Regions from separate parts of the Mus musculus genome. Here all the other regions are linked to region 2. Evidence: chromatin contacts called from public Hi-C and HiChIP or PLAC-seq data. All regions are on one chromosome and are shown on one strand. Each heading gives the region's core, a stretch centred on a gene start, on an enhancer-like site or on the middle of the called end of the contact. The rest is flanking DNA. Distances are from core to core; before and after follow the strand shown. Region 1 has its middle 39 kb from the start of Gm30397. Region 2 has its middle 310 kb from the start of Gm30397. Region 3 has its middle 390 kb from the start of Gm45488.

The links. Hi-C and Micro-C count contacts between places; a contact is called where the count stands out from the background. HiChIP or PLAC-seq counts read pairs in DNA pulled down with a chosen protein or histone mark.
Region 1: an HNF4G HiChIP or PLAC-seq map of pancreatic cancer cells shows a contact between it and region 2. The contact joins two enhancer-like sites. A contact is called at or near these places in 1 of 115 datasets of contacts at active chromatin or transcription factors (pancreatic cancer cells) and 1 of 9 other capture datasets (embryonic stem cells).
Region 3: a Hi-C map of tail fibroblasts shows a contact between it and region 2, with 2.1 times the contacts expected there. The contact joins two enhancer-like sites. A contact is called at or near these places in 1 of 484 Hi-C or Micro-C datasets (tail fibroblasts) and 2 of 115 datasets of contacts at active chromatin or transcription factors (embryonic fibroblasts and pancreatic cancer cells).

Annotation. Positions count from the first base shown.
Region 1 is chr8:44,802,604-44,807,115 of GRCm38.p6, reverse strand. No RefSeq gene overlaps it. Among named protein-coding and RNA genes, the nearest start is that of Gm30397, 39 kb to the right of the region's middle. Within about 2 kb of position 1,570, at least 32 of the 459 cell types and tissues checked have an H3K27ac peak or open chromatin away from gene starts, as enhancers often do. A contact at or near this core is called in pancreatic cancer cells, where this site is marked.
Region 2 is chr8:44,453,004-44,457,955 of GRCm38.p6, reverse strand. No RefSeq gene overlaps it. Among named protein-coding and RNA genes, the nearest start is that of Gm30397, 310 kb to the left of the region's middle. Within about 2 kb of position 2,350, at least 49 of the 459 cell types and tissues checked have an H3K27ac peak or open chromatin away from gene starts, as enhancers often do. A contact at or near this core is called in pancreatic cancer cells and tail fibroblasts, where this site is marked.
Region 3 is chr8:44,091,634-44,095,905 of GRCm38.p6, reverse strand. No RefSeq gene overlaps it. Among named protein-coding and RNA genes, the nearest start is that of Gm45488, 390 kb to the right of the region's middle. Within about 2 kb of position 2,900, at least 29 of the 459 cell types and tissues checked have an H3K27ac peak or open chromatin away from gene starts, as enhancers often do. A contact at or near this core is called in tail fibroblasts, where this site is marked.

The DNA of each region.
Region 1 (4,512 bases), core at 321-2,820, 350 kb before region 2:
ACCTGAGCCTAAATTTGTTCTGTCCCGGGCTGACCTTGAACATGGGAATTTGCCTACACTTGTACCATTCTGTCTTTGTATCTTTCTGACAAGCTGGCTCACAGTGCAGCTGCCTCTGTTCTTATAGATCTATGAAGCTCCTTAAACAATTCATATTGCATCCTTATATTTATGCATAGTTGAGAAATTATATATTTTCAAACTCAGGTTTTTTATGCTTCTTTTCCACAGCCTTAAGGGCTGTCCTGAAGGGTCCCAGTGTTTGCCATTTTGTTGTTTGCCATAGACTCACCGTCTATGATTATCATGGAGTCATTAACATTAGCAGGGAGGGCATTACTTGGAGGAACATGAAAATATGTACATTATTATACAAATAAGTCTTACACCCATAGCAGCCACTGGTAGAGGTCCGTGCCCTGTTGTCCCTATCCCAGGGATAGAAGCCATGCCATTCCATCCCCACTAAATCCATACTGGACTCAGCACTCTAGGGTCTCTTTGACCAGTAACTAATAGGGAGGTAACCTATGTCAGAAATGAAATTTCATAACATTGAAATTTAATAGTCTGTGTCTTCTGGGAGCAGTATTGTTCAACCATGCAGGGTACTTGAGCATTATTTCCACACTCTTCTATACCTCAATTTCTTCACACCGCACCAGGGATAATAGACATACTATGTTTGTAAATTAAAAATGAATCCTTAACACTGTAACTAGACTAGTTCCTGGGATACAGTATACACTCAAGAAACATCCTTTACACTACATAACTTGAATGCTTATATTGATTATTCTGGGAGCCTGGGTGTACCCAATTTACAGATGAGAAATCTGAGGCCTGTTAAGAGTTCAACTCTAGAGCTGCTCTCGTTTAATAGGCCAATCAGGCAGAAGCAAAGGTGCTTGGTATTCCAATCAACCTGTGCAGTTTCACTGGAAGGGAACCCCAAATTTCTATGTAATGTCTTACCGAAACCGATGAAATATGTTACAGAGTGCCAACGCTGAGATTAGGAGCCACTGCTCTGAATAAGGTTATGTGGAAGGGAGCCTGCAGGCTGCTGTTTCATAATTTTTAACATCTCATCCTTAAAATAAAAAAAAATCACTTAAATACTGCCACAAATAATACTAGAAAGGTGGGGGAGTGTATTTATTTTTTAATGGTTAATTTTTAATACGATGCTTTTCTATATTGCAGGAGAAAGGTTTTCAGAAGTCAGCCCTCTAGCTGCCTTGTAGCCTAGAGGCAATGTGAATAAATGATGTCTCATTTTGTATGGGGCCTCAGAATATGTGTTCTTCCCTTCCTGTCCCAGGAGGAAGAGGACATTGCTAGTCCTAATACCAACGCTGAAGTTTATCATCATCTTTTTTTTTTTTTCCCTTCCATTTCTGGCTGTTGCTGTTATAATGTTACTGGAAGGGCTCCAAAGCCACACACAGAGTGTGCGTCATGCATCTATGACATTATCTTTCGTGGAGTCAGAAAAGAAACTTACTCCCTCTGAGAGGGAGAGGAGCGGTTGAGAAGCCCTATACAGCTAGGGACCAACAACCTAGGAGCAGAAGCAGGAAAAGGAGACTTGTCTAACATGTGACAGAACGACTGACTCATGGGTAAACACTGTGAAACTAAACTATGGTGACTTAAGGAGTACAACGACTACTTTGAAAAAGAGCAGAAATTCACCCATCTCTGAGCCCAGGGAACAACCGTTCCTGAAGCCGTCCCCAGCACTGACCACTACTGTGTGCTTAAGAAAGGGAGGGGGATGGGGAGAGGCCTTGTAAGGAGAGAGGAGTGGGAGGGGAGAGACTACATCGGGATGCAAAGGGAATAAATAAATAAATAAAGAAATAAGGGAAAAAGAAGCGCCCAGAGGAAATTGAGAATCCACGAGAAGATCCCAGAGTCAACTAACCTGGATCCTTGGAGGTTCCCAGACACTGAACCACCGACCAAAGAGCATACAAAGGCTAGAAGACCCACCTCTTCCCCCAACCTTCCACCCTCTCCCCTACCCCCACCCCGCCTCCCACACAGGTGTAGCAGATGTGCAACTTGGTCGTCGTGTGGGTCTCTAACAATTGGAGCAGGGGCTACCCCGACTCTGTTGCCTGCCTGTGGATCCTGTTCTCCTGCCTGTGGATCCTGTTCTCCTAACTGGGCTGCCTTGTTCTGGCCTCAGTGGGAGAGGATGTGCCTAGTGATGTGATATGCCTGGGTGGGTTGGTACTCAGGAGGGGAACCTCCCCCTTCTCAGTGGAGAAGGGGAGGGGGAGGGGGGGAAAGCTGGGGAGGGGGGGGAAGCTGGGGAGGGGGCACTGGGAAGAGGCATGGGGACGTTCCTTCGGGATGTAAAGTGAATAAAATGTAAATTAACGGTGGAAAAACAAAGTCAAACTAAAAACAAAAGCAAAACCAGAACACTCTTTTCTTTTTCTCCTTCCCAAATCCTTGTTCCCCAGCGCTCTAAGGTCTTGCTCCCGCTGCCCTGCTGTGCAAACGCCTCGATGCTTTGTTCTCTTTGGGTATTGCCTTCCTTGCCCTGCCTCTGCCTTTTCTCTTTAATTTTGCCCTCCTTGCATCCTCTAATTCCTCCTTTATGTTGTTTGGTGTGTTTTCCGTTTGTCCCCTTTCACTTTGAAGAACTTTTAGTGTCCTCCGTGGAAGTTTCTCTTTGCCCAGTTAGGCAGCCCAGAAGACTCCTGGGTTTCGTGCTTACTCAGCTAAAAGCTCTAGCTAGGCTTGCAGATGGACCCACCAGGAAGCTGCCTAGTGGGGATGATCTTGCAGCACATAGCTGTAGCCAGACATTGATCCCAAATGCTGTCCCACAAGAAGTAGTCTATATCTGAATTACCTAGCTTAATGCGCATAGGGCACAAACTAATCTACACCAGAACTGCCAATGTTCCTTCATTCTCAAGGAATTCAGTGACTCCAAGTGTGATGATTTGTATCTGCTCGGCCCAGGGACTGGCAGTATTAGGAGGTGTGTGGTCTTGTTGGAATAGGTGTGTCACTGTTGAGTCTGGGCTTCAAGACCCTTATCCTAGCTGCCTGGAAGCCAGTATTCTGTAGAACTCTCAGCCCCTCCTGCGCCATGCCTGCCTGGATGCTACCATGCTCCCACTTTGATGATACTGGACTGAATCTCTGAACCTGTAAACCAGCCCCAATTAAATGTTGTTAATTAAAACCCTAACTAATATTTACCAAGAGTCTCCTGTCATAATCTGAGTAAATTAGCAAGTGAATCAGCTTTCCAGTGTGGACATCCAGGACACTGTGCCTAGGGCAACTTTAAAAAAGCATAACCTTAGATTTGAATACCAGTTGCCTTAGCTAAATATCTTGATTTGGCTGCCACTTCCTCTAACAGTTCTGTTGCTGTTATTTTGAGGGCTATAAAAAGAATGTGTATTCTGATTTTTTTTCCCCCCAGAGCCTTAAGCTCTTTGGAGTAAATACATTGCATGTACCCATGACATCAATCAAAATGGCAGCCCAGCTTTCCTGAGAACTTTTTTCTTTTTTCTTTTCTTTTAACAGACAGACAAGTTCAGTTTCTTCAGGTTTCATAGTGAGCGATGAGGTGAATCTCTAAACCTTTTCCCTCTAAAACATCTACAAACTAATTTTCTTTTCTAATCTAAGAATGCTCATGGTAAACTCAAACAAGGAGACAAAGATAAATCAAGTACCCCAGAGGAAGAGAGAAGGAAAATAAGGCAACCTCCCCCTCCCCCAAGCCTTACTGCTCAGAGCAATGGAGCTCAAAAGGGCATGCTTTTACCTCTCAAGGGACGTTATCTAGAGATATCTAGAGATGTTTTGATTGTCACTTTTGGGGTAGCTTCAGGAGTTTGCAAATCTCTTGCTACTGGTACCTGGTGGAGTAGTCCAGATCCTGTAAACCATCCTACAATGTGTGGGCCCACCCACCACAAGGACTTGTCCAACTCATCATGATGTAAGTATCTCTACTGGGGACTTCTGCACAGCGAGAGAGATGCTTGGCACACATACACACATGTGCACACACAGTGCAACATACTGTTTTGCGCACAAATGGCCTCTATTCTCATTAATCTGAACTTAACCCTTTTTTTCTTAATGATATATCATGACTTTTTTTTTTCATGTTGACCCCTAGAATCTATGTAATTATTTTCAATTGCTGCATGATTTTCACTTGGCTTATTATTCTATAACACATCTATTAAACTCTCCAAATTATTTAAGTTTTTCTTGTTATAACCTGACCTCTATGGAAGGGGTTGCTGAGCGAGAAGTGACACAGTAGACAGGAGACTCTCTCTGTTCAGTGATTTTTTTTTTTTTTTTTTTTTTTTTTGCTTGATTTACTTTTGCTCAAATCCTGGCTTTGGGATGATATTCACAAGGCTGAATTAGTCTTTCTCTTACAAATCCTGTCCTCCGAGCAAGACTTGTGTCACCCGGGAGGCTGGGACAAGGGAAGAACTTTTTTTTTCCCAT
Region 2 (4,952 bases), core at 1,101-3,600:
GAGTAAGACTTTTCTTTCACACAGTAAAGGGAGAGGCAAGAAGTCCATTAATTCTTTCAACTGCAGAAATGAGGTCGGTTCTCTGATTCTGGATTAATTGACACACAGATAAAATGTGGGTGGGGTGGGAGAGGCTCAGTTTAATTCTTTTCCAAGACTTGACTCATACCCATAGGATACATATCTACAGTGAATTGTCAAGAGAGAGGAACCAGCCATGGGACAGCATGGTTGGCCAGCCCAGAAGTACCTACAGATGATTGGCAGCCTAGGAGAGGCACCAATATGATGAGGCTGTTTCTTGAGGTTAGGATGTGGTTTCCTGGTCCTGCTGCTGAATACACTCTGCAAAGACATCCTTGGAGCTTGTGGCTTCTTCAGGGAGGTATGTTAGCTGATCAGATTGTCCTCTGTTGTGGCTTTGGAAGAACAACTGGGTAAAGTTACTATGTTTTAAAAAGACACATTTGTTGGTCTAACTACCAGTTCCATAACCACACCCCCAGTTTGGAACACTAATTCATTTAATTTCTAATTTAAACTCATGTTATTGCTTTCAGTAAACTATGCCTGGAGACAAGAAAATTACCAGAGCATTTACCACCCTCCCTGCTCCCAAAATGTTTCAGTGACAGAGATCTGCTGCTGAATTAGCACATGACTTTAGAGAAACCACAAGAGTCTGAACATACTAATTTTTTCATTAAACTTTCAGAGAGCTCAACTTAAGTTTTTAAACAGCGGCTTTCATACACTATTAAATTCTCTGCCATAAGCAACTTTTAGAATAGGGATGAAAGCTAATTATAGAAACCCTTTGCCGAAGTTGTTTCTATTTACATCTTTAAAGTCACAGAAGCAACAATCTGCCTTCTTGGGCTTCCTAGGAAGTCAGCATCTTCCTGAGTTCTGCGTTCTTTGAAGTTGCCTTTACATCTCCTCCTTGAAAATGCATTGTGATGGAATATTCCTAGCTCAAGGACAATTTCCCACGTACTCAAGACACTTGTACTCAGAGTAGATGGAAGATCAAACTGGTAAATACACACACAGCATATCTGTGATTTCGTCTGCATGTGTTTAATGTTTGTGGTAATGGATTCATCAGTAGCCACAAAAACATGGAGGAAACATAGTAAGGACCATGAACAAGCTATAGAATATTCTTTTCTACCGCCAAACTTAAGGTGTAACTTTGGGGTTTGTGCTCAATTAATAGAAACTCGTGAAGAAATAGGAACCGTTCAGAATGTTAATTCTTAAGATTTCACAAAGCCTAGCTAAGCAGCGCGCTTTGGTTTCGCAATCAGAAAATGTTGTAGACTGTGCTATCCTATGGCAACTGACTTAGCTGCCTGAGAGGGCTGGCTGATTCTGAAAGCAATCCTCAGCAGCCCTGTAAGACACACCCAGCTGACCCAGAATTAATCAGTACCCACCTACAGCACCACTCTCAGACTTGGCTTCATGTTAGAGTCACCTGGAGAGCCTTTAACAGTGCTGATGCCAGGTAATTAAATCAGACCAATTAAATGAAAGTCCCTCTGGGTGAGGCCTAGCTATCGGCAGCTTTTAAAGTCTCCCAGGTGATTATCCTGGGCAGTGCCGGTTGTAAAAGCACACTCCTTATCTAGACCACATCCAGAAGGTTCCAATTACCTGGGCATTTCCCTTATTCAGGTCACCCAGAGTGAGGTCAGAGGCCTCAAAATTTCTGTTAGAGAGAGAGAGAGAGAGAGAGAGAGAGAGAGAGAGAGAGAGAGAGAGAGAGAGAGAGAGAGAGAGAGAGAGAGAGAGAAAGAGAGAGAGAAAACAAAGAAAAATGGCCACTTTTGAAAACAAATTATAAAATGTTTAGACTATTAAAGATGTCTAAGTTCATGAATTCTACCTCATAAGCAACTGAAGCATGTCTCTCTAAAGTGAAATTCTATTCATGGTTTAAAGCAGTGGTTCTCAGCCTTTCTAATGCCATGGCCCTTTAATACAGTTCCTCCTGTGGTGACCCCCCAGCCATAAAAATTACTTTCATTGCTCCTTTATAACTGTCATTTTGCTACTGTTATGAATCATAATGTAAATATTTTTGGAGATAGAGATTGGCCAAAGGGACTGCAACACTCATGTTGAGAATTACTGGTTTAAAGAACCAGTACATCAGAGGGTTTGGTTCTCAGTGCTTTTGGAATTGAGGAAAATGTGTTTTTATGTATTTTGTGAGTATAGAACCATTACTGTAGTTATTGAAGATAGGTGGTAATTAACACGTGGTAGCAGTGACTCAGGGCTTTTCTGAGTGTTCTACTTGTGACCTCACTGGCTCCTCATAACAACCAAATAAGGTAACAATTGTGTTTATTGTATTCTCAGCAAGGAGTCTCAGCAGGGTAAGGACTGAGTCACCACCCTGAAGCGATATATGTGAGTGACCTGTGAGAATAAGATGCAATCCAGTTATAAGCATTCTGCGTCCAAATTAGTCCCTAGCACAGGTTAGAAAGGACATGGATACTTGCAATCTATAGCCCTAAGGAGGATCCTAGTTAGCAAATCTTCACCAGGAACTTGTCTTAAGAAATGTTTAAGGAAGATATAGAAGACAAAAATAACGGAATGTTGACAAAAACTGGAAAACAAGTTGAAAGTCTATAAATCAGAGGGATGGTTAAGTTAGCCACAACACAGACATACAAAATGGCCATATATTCCCATAGAAACCATTGTGTAAGTAATGGTTAACCCTTTTCATACCACATCCCCCAAAGAGAACCAGAGTGAGTTTCTCCTTGCCTTATCACAGTATTTATAAGCAGTCAAACTGGCTGAGGCAACTGGTCTACAAGGTGGAGGCATGGGACTGCCTAGCCACAGCAAGAGCTGAAGAGATCAATATTGTGACACGCCTTTCATCAATTATCAGGAAATTGTCATGGACAAAAATATTGTCTGTCAGAAGAAAATGAAAAGGAAGCTACACAGCATACTCTGGCCATATAACTCCATCTGTAGATGTTTTGTGGTTATTTGAGGAACTACAACATAGCATGGCGCCTATACTCATTGGTAAATGGCCACTCCACAGAGAGCTCTTCCGTTATTAAATGTCACAGTCTGGCAACTCTGGATGATGTCAAGTTGAAGGAACGACAGAGTGAAACCTAACAAGGGTCTGAGCTGGTGGGTAAGTGCAGGGGAATTATTCTTGAAGCTTTTCTCCAGCTTCAATAAGCCACCTAAGCATTGTATATGCTTTTGGTGAGATCCATTTATATATATGGTTCCATATATATATAAATATATTTCCTGGAAGGGCACCCAGAACAAGGATTAATGTTTATTTGATATGTTTTTGGATTTCCTGCTCACCTGCTCTGAGGGAATATAGATCATAAATAGGAAAAAAAAAGATCAATAATAGTTTTAGAAATGATTTTATGACTGTGATTAATTTTAGTCCTTAAATGTTAATTTTTTTTTCACAGACCTGTCTTGGGATTTCTAAGCAGCAGAGAGGTCCTAGGTGCTAGACAAAACTCCCTTTCCATTGTGACTAAAATAATATTGTATATTGCCATAACAGTCTAAAAGTAAAGAGACTCCTATTTATTTTTCAGATACCACATTTTTATATAGGACCCAGAGAGACTGGAAGGCTCTTAGTGATAAAGCTGAGATGAACTTTTAAAGTCAGATCATTTTAATTTGAATGCTGGAAAGACATGAAGCAGCTTCTACCTTTAGGTCACAGACCAAGGTCTCCCAGGAGCACATGGCTAGCTTTACACAGGCTCAAATCCAATGGCTCTTCAGACATCTGGTATGGCCAGTGCTTCTGGGAGCCAGGGTCAGTACTGTTGTCACCAGGTCAGAGTATCCAGTTGTTTGCCTGAGAGATGCAATTTGGTATAGTTCAAGGGTGCTCAAAATGTTCTCTCTATCCAATCATAAACTCTGCCTGTCCCAAGGAAGTGCTACTTCCTGAGTGCCTGGTTACAACTTTATTTCGATCAGAAAGACCACGTTCATATTATTATGAGACTTTAACTCTAGTTCATAGCAAAAACCCTAGCCATTCTTGATCTACTAAATAACTGGGAGTGAAGAAAACTACTTATTCACTTTACCGCAGTGGTTGAGGTCAAATGCTGAAACCGGCACTGTTTCCTGTCTTTGAGTCCCCTTTGCTTGAGGCTCTGCTGCTTAGAGGCTGCATACTGTACTGTGTGTGTGTGTGTGTGTGTGTACCATAGACATACACAAGTTGCAGAAGTACCCAGACTAAAAGTAGACACGCAACATATAACACAAATGACTTTCAGGAGCCACTCTGTTTGGCTTGGCTGCTTTCATGAGTCCATTTCTAGACCCAGAAATTATGACCAACAGGGAAAATAATTATATTTGGCCTCTTTTAATTGTGTTAGACAGGGTGAACATGAAATTGAGTACGTAAAATTTCCTGATGCCATGAGGTGCCATCATGAACGTGTTTTCCCGAACGATGAAAAGCTCTTAGCAAGCAATGCCAGAAATACCTTTACAGGAACATATGAGGGAGCCGGAGACAACAGATCATTATTTACATGGCTAGAGAGAGCAAGAAAGAAAACTACTGTGTACGTTGAGCATTAGAAACTGATAACAGTGCCCTTTGCAATCACACCAAACTTGTGACAGGGAAAGATGAGACATAAAAGAGAAAGCTTGGTTTTGTTATTCTAGGGCAAGGAGGCAAGAGCAGACGGAGGGTTTCTGGGAGCCCTTCAGCTTTACCTAGCAGCATGACAATTGCCTTCTCTGTCCACAGCAGTGCCAACAGCATGACCCAGAACCTCCAGCTGCATCAGAGGTCAGAAAAGCCCCTTGGTTGGCACAGGTGACCAAGGGTGACCGTGTGATCTACACACTCACCAGAGAAGATACACCATTGCTGCTTTTGAATGTAAGTGATA
Region 3 (4,272 bases), core at 1,651-4,150, 360 kb after region 2:
AGACTGTTGCATGACAGGTTTAATGTTTCACTACGGGGAAAGATGCTTATGCCATTGCTTATAACACTAATAGATAAACATTGCAAAGTAAGAAGAGTGTTAGCGGACCCTGCTTTGAACTCTACTCACTTGGGGCAGTGGCCTTTGAGAAATGACTGATGTTCTCACAGTTTTTTATGTTAAAAAATGTACAGTAAAGTCTTTAGGGAAACATTGTGATGCCCCATTACACTGTATATCACAAGAAGTTATCCCATTACATTGATAGAAAGAAGTAGCTGTCATTAGTATTTCATAAGCTCCATTCACCATTAAATAACATCAGCATACACTCAAAGTGCATATGAAGTTCTTTTATTTAGAAAAGCTCAACAGTCCTTGCATAATTAATTTTATCATTTTAAGAAGGATCAAATAAACATGACTCTCTCAATGGCTTCTCTCAGTCCTTTTTTTTAAAAAAAATTGCCAACTAAGCATATGAATAATTTATAACCATTTTGATTCAAACCCATTCACTTATTCAACAAACATTTACAAATCACATGTCAATAGAGCATACTTTACTGGCAGGTCCTATTTGAAACAACAAGGATACAACGTAGTATATATTTTCAAGCTTGTGCCTGAAGGGAGTTTTCAGTTTGGGCCCATGATAGGGGCCACTGGAAGCAACACAGCAGGACAAAGACAAAGAAAGTATGACTATTCCTATTACATGGTTAACTGCAGCAGGGTTGGAGTTACTGCAACCTTGCTATTTGCAGTATGGTGGTCAGAAATTGGTGTGAAAACAAAAACAATCTGCTGCCCTTATATCTGTTTCCCAACTTCTCCACATGCTAACAGCCAGGGATGGGAAACCTCAAACCAGCTATGAGTCATGGTGGATAAAATTCCCAATGTCTATATTTGTCTATTGTGGAATAAACTGTCTTTTCTAAATATATGCCTTACCACTTCCCATTACCCAAATTCCACAGCACATATTTCTGCTGGGAAAACAGAACGGAAACCATTTTGTCTACAGAAAGTCTGTGTTCCTGTTTCACTTGGACCTAGAGCTGATCCAAAGACTAAAACTAACAGTCTTAGTGACAGGATAGAAATTGACAAGTACTTGCTATGTTTCCATAAAAGCAAGATTGACACAGTGAAATTAGGAAGGATTGAACACAGTTCAACATTTAGGTTTTAGAAACAACAGCAGTGGTTTTTTAAAGGTGCTTTTGCTCCATATCATGGCATCTAATATTGATCCATGGTTTCTTAAAAGCTGAAAATATTCATTACTTAATGATCATGCATAGTTTTCTGTCAATTATAGACTTAGATAATATCATGTGAGAGGACACTTTTAAATCTGTATTAGGTTGTTGTCTTCTTGGTGCAAATACAGTTTCACTTGCCTTTCCATCCTACCCCCCCACCCCATTTGTGGCACACAGTCAAAAGATCTGTTTATTCACTGAATATATTGGAATATCTGGCTGTAATAATGAAGTATTTTGTATGCATAAAGTAAAAATCTGCATCCTTGTGGGCTGCAATGCTTAGGCACATTAACAAAGCTCTTTCACATTTAGAGATTGCACCAGAGTGTGTCCATTGGACTATGACCAAGGAGGACTGAATGCTTTTAAGCCAACAGCCTACAAGGAATTATTCTATGAAACGGAGTGTTTCTAATCTTGGAGAAAAGGAGCTTTGGGGGAAACGATTGGTGCATTGAAATCCATGAGAAGCTTTTATACAGAACCCAATTAGATTCCTTGTAGCTCTGGACAGAGGAAGCAGAGTCACTGGGTACAGGCAGATTTTGGCTCCAACCATGCAAATAATCTAAAGTAAAATGGACTTGCTCCTAAATAAAGATGCCCATCACCAGAAGAGGTAAAGTCAAACCTGGATCACTATCCTTTTAGAAATGCCATCACAGATGGCAAATTCTCATGAGTGTGTGTGTGTGTGTGTGTGTGTGTGTGTTGGGGCTCTAATCTTCTACCCAATGCTGATCAGCTGATGCTATTGCCCTGCAAGCCACAGCCTCTGGAAACAATTTTATTTTAAGGAGAAGAATTACTTCTTCAGACCATTGTTTTTGGATATTTTCCCATCTGAATACTGTTCCTTTGACCTAACCATAACATTCCACTGAGTGATATTCATACTTGGATTTTGTTGCTGATTTTAGGAAATATGGTGAGCTGTCAGCATTTCTAGGTGGTAAAAGAGGCTACTACACCATCCTGCTCAAATTTCTCTAGTCATTTCCTGTCACACTGCTATCTAAGCATGCCAAATGAGGCAGGGTTCTATGAATTCAACTCCTGTCCACAGATAAGCTTCTTTGTCACAGACCATAACCTCTAGAGGCGAAAATAATGTTCTTTTGGCATCTGCTAGTGTCTTATTTCTCAAGCATAGATTGATTCACTCATTTCTTCAACACAAATTCACTTGCTAATATTTATTGAGCTTAAGTCTAAGCATATAATGCCAAATAGGATGTCCAACCCTCCATGAAATGCCAGATTAGGTCCAAATCATTCCAACACACTGTGACATCCACTTAACATAATTTGTGCAAGATCGTAAAGTAGCTAAAACTGTAAAGCTGCCCATTGTGGGTTGAGTCAAAAGGATTCCACACAGTAAGCCTTGAAGTGAATCTTGAATGATACAGTGCCATATAGTAGTCAGTTACTAAAGGCCATTTTGCATAGAGGAAAAGGGACAACTTCATAGAAGGGTATTATCATAGATGTTTCAGTAAATAAGGATTCAAAAGTTAAAGTCACAGAATTCATTGGGAGTTGACAGGGGCTGGGATGCCCTGAGGAAGTTCAGTGGGTCTGCAGCAGTCCTCTGCTTTGGAGATGTTCTTGGAGAGATACACCATTACAGCAGCCCTATATTCAAATCTCTACTTCTCCCTCTGGGATCTCTTTATGCTCCAGTTTCCTTCACCTGTGGCTTTGAGAGATTTTTTTGAGAGACTCCATCTGGAAAACTCATGCAATGTTGTCCTAATTGCCTTCCCAGTAGAACCTTTCCCCGCAAAACAGTCTTCCTTCAGACGAAAAGAAATTCCTGTTAAGGTAAATTGAAATACAAACCAGGCCTGAAAAACCCCTGTGTAGCTAACAAGACCTTACATGCAATCTTAACTTGGCTTAATTTGCAAACACATACAAATTTTAACTTGAGTTATGTAATGTCAGGACCTATATTAAAGAAAAACATAACTTACACTCAACCAATGTGAAGCAGTCGACTGAGTTATAATAACATAACTAGAAACTTCCCAGAGGGGTAGACTATGTGAATCAAACTTTAGAGTCAATCAAATGTTTTCTTGTGTGGCTTCCATATTCATCTTATAAAAACTTCTCCTCCCCAACCTTCAGGGAACTTCAACTTCTGATTTGGAGTTTCTCAATTCAATAGTTTTTATTTGCTCAGATAACTTCTTTAACATTGTAGCATGGCTCAGTTTACATTTTAAATTCCAAAAGGAAGACATACAATGTAAGTGAGACAAGAAAAAAAAAAACTCATCGCTGAGGTGAGGTATCCAGTATGGATTTAAAAACTACTACTGAGCAGATTAGAGCATTTTGTTCTAAAATAGGTCATCTTAATATGAGAATGACTTGAAATTTGATGTGTCGAGAACTACATATGTTTATTCTTTGACTACATTGATCCTATCAAGATAATTATTACATTTCTTAAATTCTAAAGTAGGTCTTAATTGTAGGATTAAGACTTTGATTTAGACAGCTTCAATTTGTAATTTTAGATTGCTTTATTAATCTTCTAAGGGACTGTGAAAAGAAATAAACAAAAATCCAAGAGAAGGAAGAATGAATGTGTGAACATTACTAAAATCAATATATATTTGATTTCTAAAACATAAGTTTATTGAAGTTCTGGCAAATATGATGAGTGTTTCCTACATATTTCCTTCATATTCATTATGTCCTCTCTCCACTTTAACCACCAAGAGCCTCTTACTTTTTCCAGTGATATTATAAAATGACAAATTTCATTTCATTAAAAGTAGGTAGTGTGCCCAGATGTATGAATGGGGAAGAGAAGATGAGGCCAGGGTTGACCCAGGTGGACAGAGGTGGATGCAGAGGACCAGAACTGCTGAGAATAAAGAATAAATTATTGAGAGCTTGCCTGAACTGCCATTTGAAGTATGAGGAATATCATGGAAGAGGACTGGAAAGAATACAAAAGTCAGAAGATAGGGGGAAAATG